2 separate regions of the Mus musculus genome follow, and region 2 is linked to region 1. A link is a contact called in public Hi-C data. All regions are on one chromosome and are shown on one strand. The core of a region is the stretch at or near the end of the contact, and the rest is flanking DNA. Distances in the headings are between cores, read along the strand shown.

What was found. A called contact is a pair of places that touch in the nucleus more often than the background predicts.
Region 2: a contact with region 1 is called in a Hi-C map of the N1E-115 cell line, with 11 times the contacts expected there. The contact joins two enhancer-like sites. A contact is called at or near these places in 4 of 484 Hi-C or Micro-C datasets (the N1E-115 cell line, cerebral cortex and cortical neurons).

Annotation. Positions count from the first base shown.
Region 1 is chr13:115,229,160-115,231,930 of GRCm38.p6, reverse strand. No RefSeq gene overlaps it. Among named protein-coding and RNA genes, the nearest start is that of Gm25985, 110 kb to the right of the region's middle. Within about 2 kb of position 1,425, at least 1 of the 459 cell types and tissues checked has an H3K27ac peak or open chromatin away from gene starts, as enhancers often do. A contact at or near this core is called in the N1E-115 cell line, where this site is marked.
Region 2 is chr13:115,724,021-115,726,791 of GRCm38.p6, reverse strand. No RefSeq gene overlaps it. Among named protein-coding and RNA genes, the nearest start is that of Isl1, 580 kb to the left of the region's middle. Within about 2 kb of position 1,326, at least 10 of the 459 cell types and tissues checked have an H3K27ac peak or open chromatin away from gene starts, as enhancers often do. A contact at or near this core is called in the N1E-115 cell line, where this site is marked.

The DNA.
Region 1 (2,771 bases), core at 176-2,675:
GCAAGGAAGATATGTTCTTCTAAAGGCTGAGCAATTTCATAAAAATGTGTGCATTCTGTGCTTGAAATGTTTGAGGCACTAGCTTGGTTTTTACCAAACATGGAACAGAAACCAGACATATAACACCACCGTTTGACCACTTCTAAACTATGTCCACTTGAGTCTCTATTCTTCCCTTATAAAAACAGACAGTAGGAAGTTCAAGACCAAATACCAGTTTTCAAGCAATGTGGTGAAGGTAGGGGTAGAACTAGTCTCTCTCAAAAAGGACAGAAGATACACTTTTTTTTAAAGAGTTGCTTACTTTATTTGATGTGTATGTGTGGGTACCTGTACATACTTATGTGCACTACACACGTGCTTAGTTTCCTCAGAGATCAGAACGGGGAATCTGATTGTCTGATGTGCAATGACAGGCAGCTGTAGGTCATCATCATGTGGATGTTGAGACCTAAACCTAGGTCCTCTGAGAGAACAACGAGGACTCTTAATTGCAGAACCCTCATTTCCAGCCCATTTCTTTTCTGTATCAAAGTAATCTTTGTACAGACTCGGTGAGAACTCCAGAATTATATAAACCACATTCATGAGAACACAACGACTGGAAGTAGTCTTGAAGGCTAGCTGTAGACCTAGTATTAGAGATTATCTCGCACAAATCATTGTCCTGTAGTCAGAAAGCCGAGGAGCCCGAATCTATGCTGTTTTCCGTTCCCAGCTTATCCCAGACCTTTATTTTTTGGATTTATGATTGCTGTATTCCATTTGTAAGAAAAAACACAACCTTTCTGCATGGAATTATCTCTCCCAACAGAGATTTCAGGTGTTTTCTATCTTTTAGATAGAGTATTTCCTTATTTTCTAAGAGTACATTGTCTAATTATATAGGTTCAATTTATTAAAAGCAATCCACTTCGAGATTTTGTCCCTATTTAATAAAACACTAATTGCATCAACCAAAGTGAAAATTTTGAAGTATATTTCTCACTCTCATCTCCATATACAATTATGAAGTCTGAAAAGGAACCCATTACCCAGACGCATCATGTCGACGCAGAATTGGAAGAAAGGGGACTCAAAAGTTTTCAGAAGAAACGCTTGTGGACTGGGTATAGACGGATACACAACACTTAAAACTGCTCCCTGTTCAAGGGACCAAACCACTTCTACAAAGCAGCAGCCCAGGCAAAACAAAACAGAGCTCAATTCCTCCTGCAGCCTCCTTAGAGAAGAGAATCGTGACTCCAAGGTAAATACTCCCCTCTGGTGGTCGTGATTGAAATAGCATCTGGAAATAGCATCGGTGAGCAGGCTTTCTTGTAGAAAATGTCATTCATTTACCTCCATCGTTTGTCAGTCCCAGATACCATTGTGGGCGCCACGGAAAATATCTTAAGGATGAAAATAATGCAAGGAGATGTGTCCGGTTTTGCCGCAAGTCATAAAATGTTATAATAGTGCAGCTGCAATCCCACAGGCTACGTTCACAAACGAGAACAAGAGAAGTTGTTAAGGATATTACTCATTGACAGCCATGTGCCCCAGTGGTGTCAAAGCTTCATTTTCTGCTCTCAGAAGTTCACCCCATCTCTTGTATCACACTATATTTACTCTTGTTTAAGTGGGGGATGTCAAACCTGTAGTCTCAAACCGGAGTCCTGCATGTTCTTTCTGTTGTTTCTTTCAAAATAAGTGATATAATTTGATTTATCTCTATTCATAACTGAGTCCGAATTACTGTTCACCTCTGAGGAGGTTGGCTCCTGTGTGAATGTTGTAACATAGTAGGTGACAATGCTAGCAGGGATCAGTCAAAGGCCAATTTAAAAAGAAAAAAAAAAACCTTCACAGAATACAAAACAAGTGTGGTAAGCAGGTCTTGGGTCAAATGATCCAAGCTCAAAGAGAGCATTGCATAAAATTCCATGGCTAGGAAAAAATATGTTATTAACAACTTTCATGAAAAAATGAATCAATATCTGCGCTACAGAGCACAGCTCACTGTACCATCTAATTCTAGAACAACAGGAGACAAATAAATGTTCACCTTTCTTTTTATTTTTTAATCATTTTATTTGTTTACATTTCAAATGATCTCCGTCTTCCAGGTTTCCCCTCCACAAGCCCCCATCCCACCGCTCCCGCTCTCCCTCCCCCTTTGACTCTATGAGGGTGCTCGTCCACACAGTCACCCACTCCTGCCTCACTGCTCTAGCATTCCCCTACATTGGGACATGGAGCCGCCATAGGACCAATGGCCTCTCCTCCCATTGATGTCAGATAAGGCCATCTTCTTTTACCTATGCATCCGGTTACCTCTATGTATTCTTTGAGAATTCTATACGTGTATACGATACATTCAGGTCATACCCACATTCCATCTCCCCATTCCTGCTCTGCACCCCGCCCCCAACTCCCCATCCCATCACAGTCCTTCCCAATGAATGTTTTTCTCCACCCCCCCCCCTTTCCTTTTTCGCCCACTACATTCAACCACTACTAATAAAGTTGCACTCGGGGAAACTTTTCCTTGGAACATACTTGTTCTTGTTGCTCAAATGCGGGAGGCAGCAGAAGACTGTGGGAGTGTTTCTCCACGGCAGAAACTCCGTTGATGAGATACTGGCTTAGAGGCCTCCTCCTTAGAGAATGAAGAGCCCCTGAATATGGATGCTCGTTTTTAAAGATGGCTGTAAAGGGAAGAGTCACAATTCCTTGTTTGGGTGCTTCCAGTCCATTCACATTCCCCAGATGTTACACACCTGGAAATG
Region 2 (2,771 bases), core at 77-2,576, 490 kb before region 1:
CAAACATACTATGGTTTTTTTTCAATTTGCTTTCTAAAAGTGAATTGAAAAAACTTATATTCACCAGATGTTTTTTGTAATCAAGAGCATGTATTGCAATTTTTTTTCTAATAGTAGACAAATAAAAAAAAAAAAACTATTCCCTTTTGGAAATGGTAGGCCAAATTAAATTGCTATCAATTCTTTTCAAAGTTCTACTTAGGAGTTTGATCATGAAGCACTCTAAAACACTTTTGATAACTATTAATTTAGTGTTTACATCCTCTTTATGTATCTTTAAGGTTGCAGACCCCTGAAGACATAGTAGTCAGGTAGTGATATGTGAAATATTCAGTTTTTAACTACATAAGAATCTTGCTATTGAGTATCATATCATATAGAGAAACCATTTTTTTTTTTAAAAATTCTATAGTGCCAAAGGCAACTTACTTTAATTTACTATGGGTCACTCACAATATAAGTCTGAGATGAAATATCAGTTGTCTTTTGAAGGAAATATAGGCAGTCTTTCAAGAGTTCATTGATATTGTTACAACTTCTTGTTTTATGCAGACATGGGCATCAAAACAGGCCAGTCACATAGCAATATTATTCTAAGATACTTCTAAGATTTGCTTACAAAACTGAATTCTAGAGAGAAAATGGAGACTTTATTTCAAGCCCATTAGAGGGTTTGATAATAATGGTACTGCAGGACCTCCCTGAATCACAGTGTTACTCCCTTGAGGTACGCTGGGAAGCCAAAGGGAGAAGGCTAAGGTTGAGGATCCGAATGACCTCATGTTTAGTTTTGTGTTTTGTTTTTTATTTCTGATTCATTTTGCTCCTCTTACTGGTTAGGAGGTAAGTGATAATATCCAAAAGAAAAGGCCATTTAAAAAATAATTCAAACTCTCACTTGGCCTACATCTGTGACCTTACCAGAAATCTTAGCTAGAATATTACCTTTTGAACAGATAACTGAGATCAGATATATAGAAACATATAAGAAAGAAGACATATAGAAACTATCTCTTGGTGTCATCTAGTGGCTGCATTTCACACTACATAGAAGAAACGCCTTATTGGTTTTCTGAGTAAAAACTGTTTTATTACATTTGTTTCTGAGTGACTGGTGTAAAAGAAGCTGCCATTCTTAACAGTCAAGTGAAGGTCAGCAGTCATCAAGCCTAGCCTGGCTCTTCACCCTGGTCCTTGACTGCGTCTTCTTATGAGGTCAGGACACACGAGCTGGGAAGCTCAGTTATTGCACACTGGTGTGAAGGTTCTGCTCCATGCCCCATTTAGGCTGCATGGCTGAGTGACAGAGTGTTGTTAAGAGACACCCACAGCCAACACACAAGGTATTTTCTCTTAGCAGGCAGAACAGCACTCAAGGGACTCTGATAGACTGAGCTGACATGCTAACAATCTGATTGCAGACGGCAATGGCCGGAGCCTCTGAGGGAAAGAAGAGTCCCCTGACCCTCCTGTCATCTGCTCTCAGTCTCCGTCCTAAGATAGGAAAACTGCACAACTATCACCAGGAAAGGTGACATAGCGAAAGTAACTTATCCACAAATGTGCCGAAGTGTCATCTCTAATGTTATAGTTCCTTTAAGACGAACTGTAATTTCTAATATAACTTTTCAATTTCGAAGGGAAAGGGCACCAAGGCTGGGTTGACAGAAATAAATTATCCAGATAATTAAGGCTAACTACTCCACTTTCTCCTACTCCCTGGCCCACACACAGACAATAATAGGGCTCAATTATTTATAATTCAGATTTTTTTTCTTTAAAAAAAAAGATTTTTCAATAAAACTGGTGTTTGAATAGATCAAAATTATTATCATTAGGAAGGAAATTATTAGCAAATTATGATCAGGGAATGTACAAAATTTTCAATTATCATAGTTTTTATTAGTGTCTTTAGCATAAAAACAGAAAAGGCATTTAAAGATGGAAACAATGAGTCTGAGACTTGATTCTCATTTTCTTCTGTTTTTAGGCAAATTTATAGATTTCTATCTTTATTAAACAGGATTTTATAAACACATTTGAGCTGTTTTCTTAACATTATTCTATGAACACTAACTGAAATTGAATTCACATCATTTGGTTGATGTTTGATTTCTCTCATGTATAATTCTTTTTAATTTTTGAATATCTTACACATAACTACAATTTAATAAAGAAATGAATAAGAAACTGCACACATGTGGGCTTCTAGAAAAATAATTTCTCCTGTTTTATAAAGGAGTTAGATACTGCAAGTATTTGTGTGTGGTATTTATATAGATGCCTATAAAGTATATATATATATACTATTTATACATGCATATATTTCTATGCGTGCACATGCGTGCACGCCTACACACACACACACACAATTTAAAGGTTATGTATGTGTGTATAAAAAGATAGAAAGAAAAAGGTACACATTACTCCCAAAGGAAATACTCATTTCAATTTAGCAATCCAAAATACTTTGGATCAATTTGTTTTTTGTTTATTTTAAAACATTAGGTTTCTTCTAAATAAAGTTCAGAAATATGGGTCATTTAATTTTATATCGCATGTGAAAAAGCATCAAATTTGACTAATGTGGCTCATTTTTCTGGATATATATCTTACTTTTATTCTTTTAGAACAACTGATCAGAAATTAATAAAAATTTATTTGAGTATGTGTTTGTAACAGTATCAAGTAACTTGTTACATTTGAAATCAAATGCAGGAACTAGCACAGGTAAAAATCATTAAAACATACCTAGCTTTTCATTTTGCTTT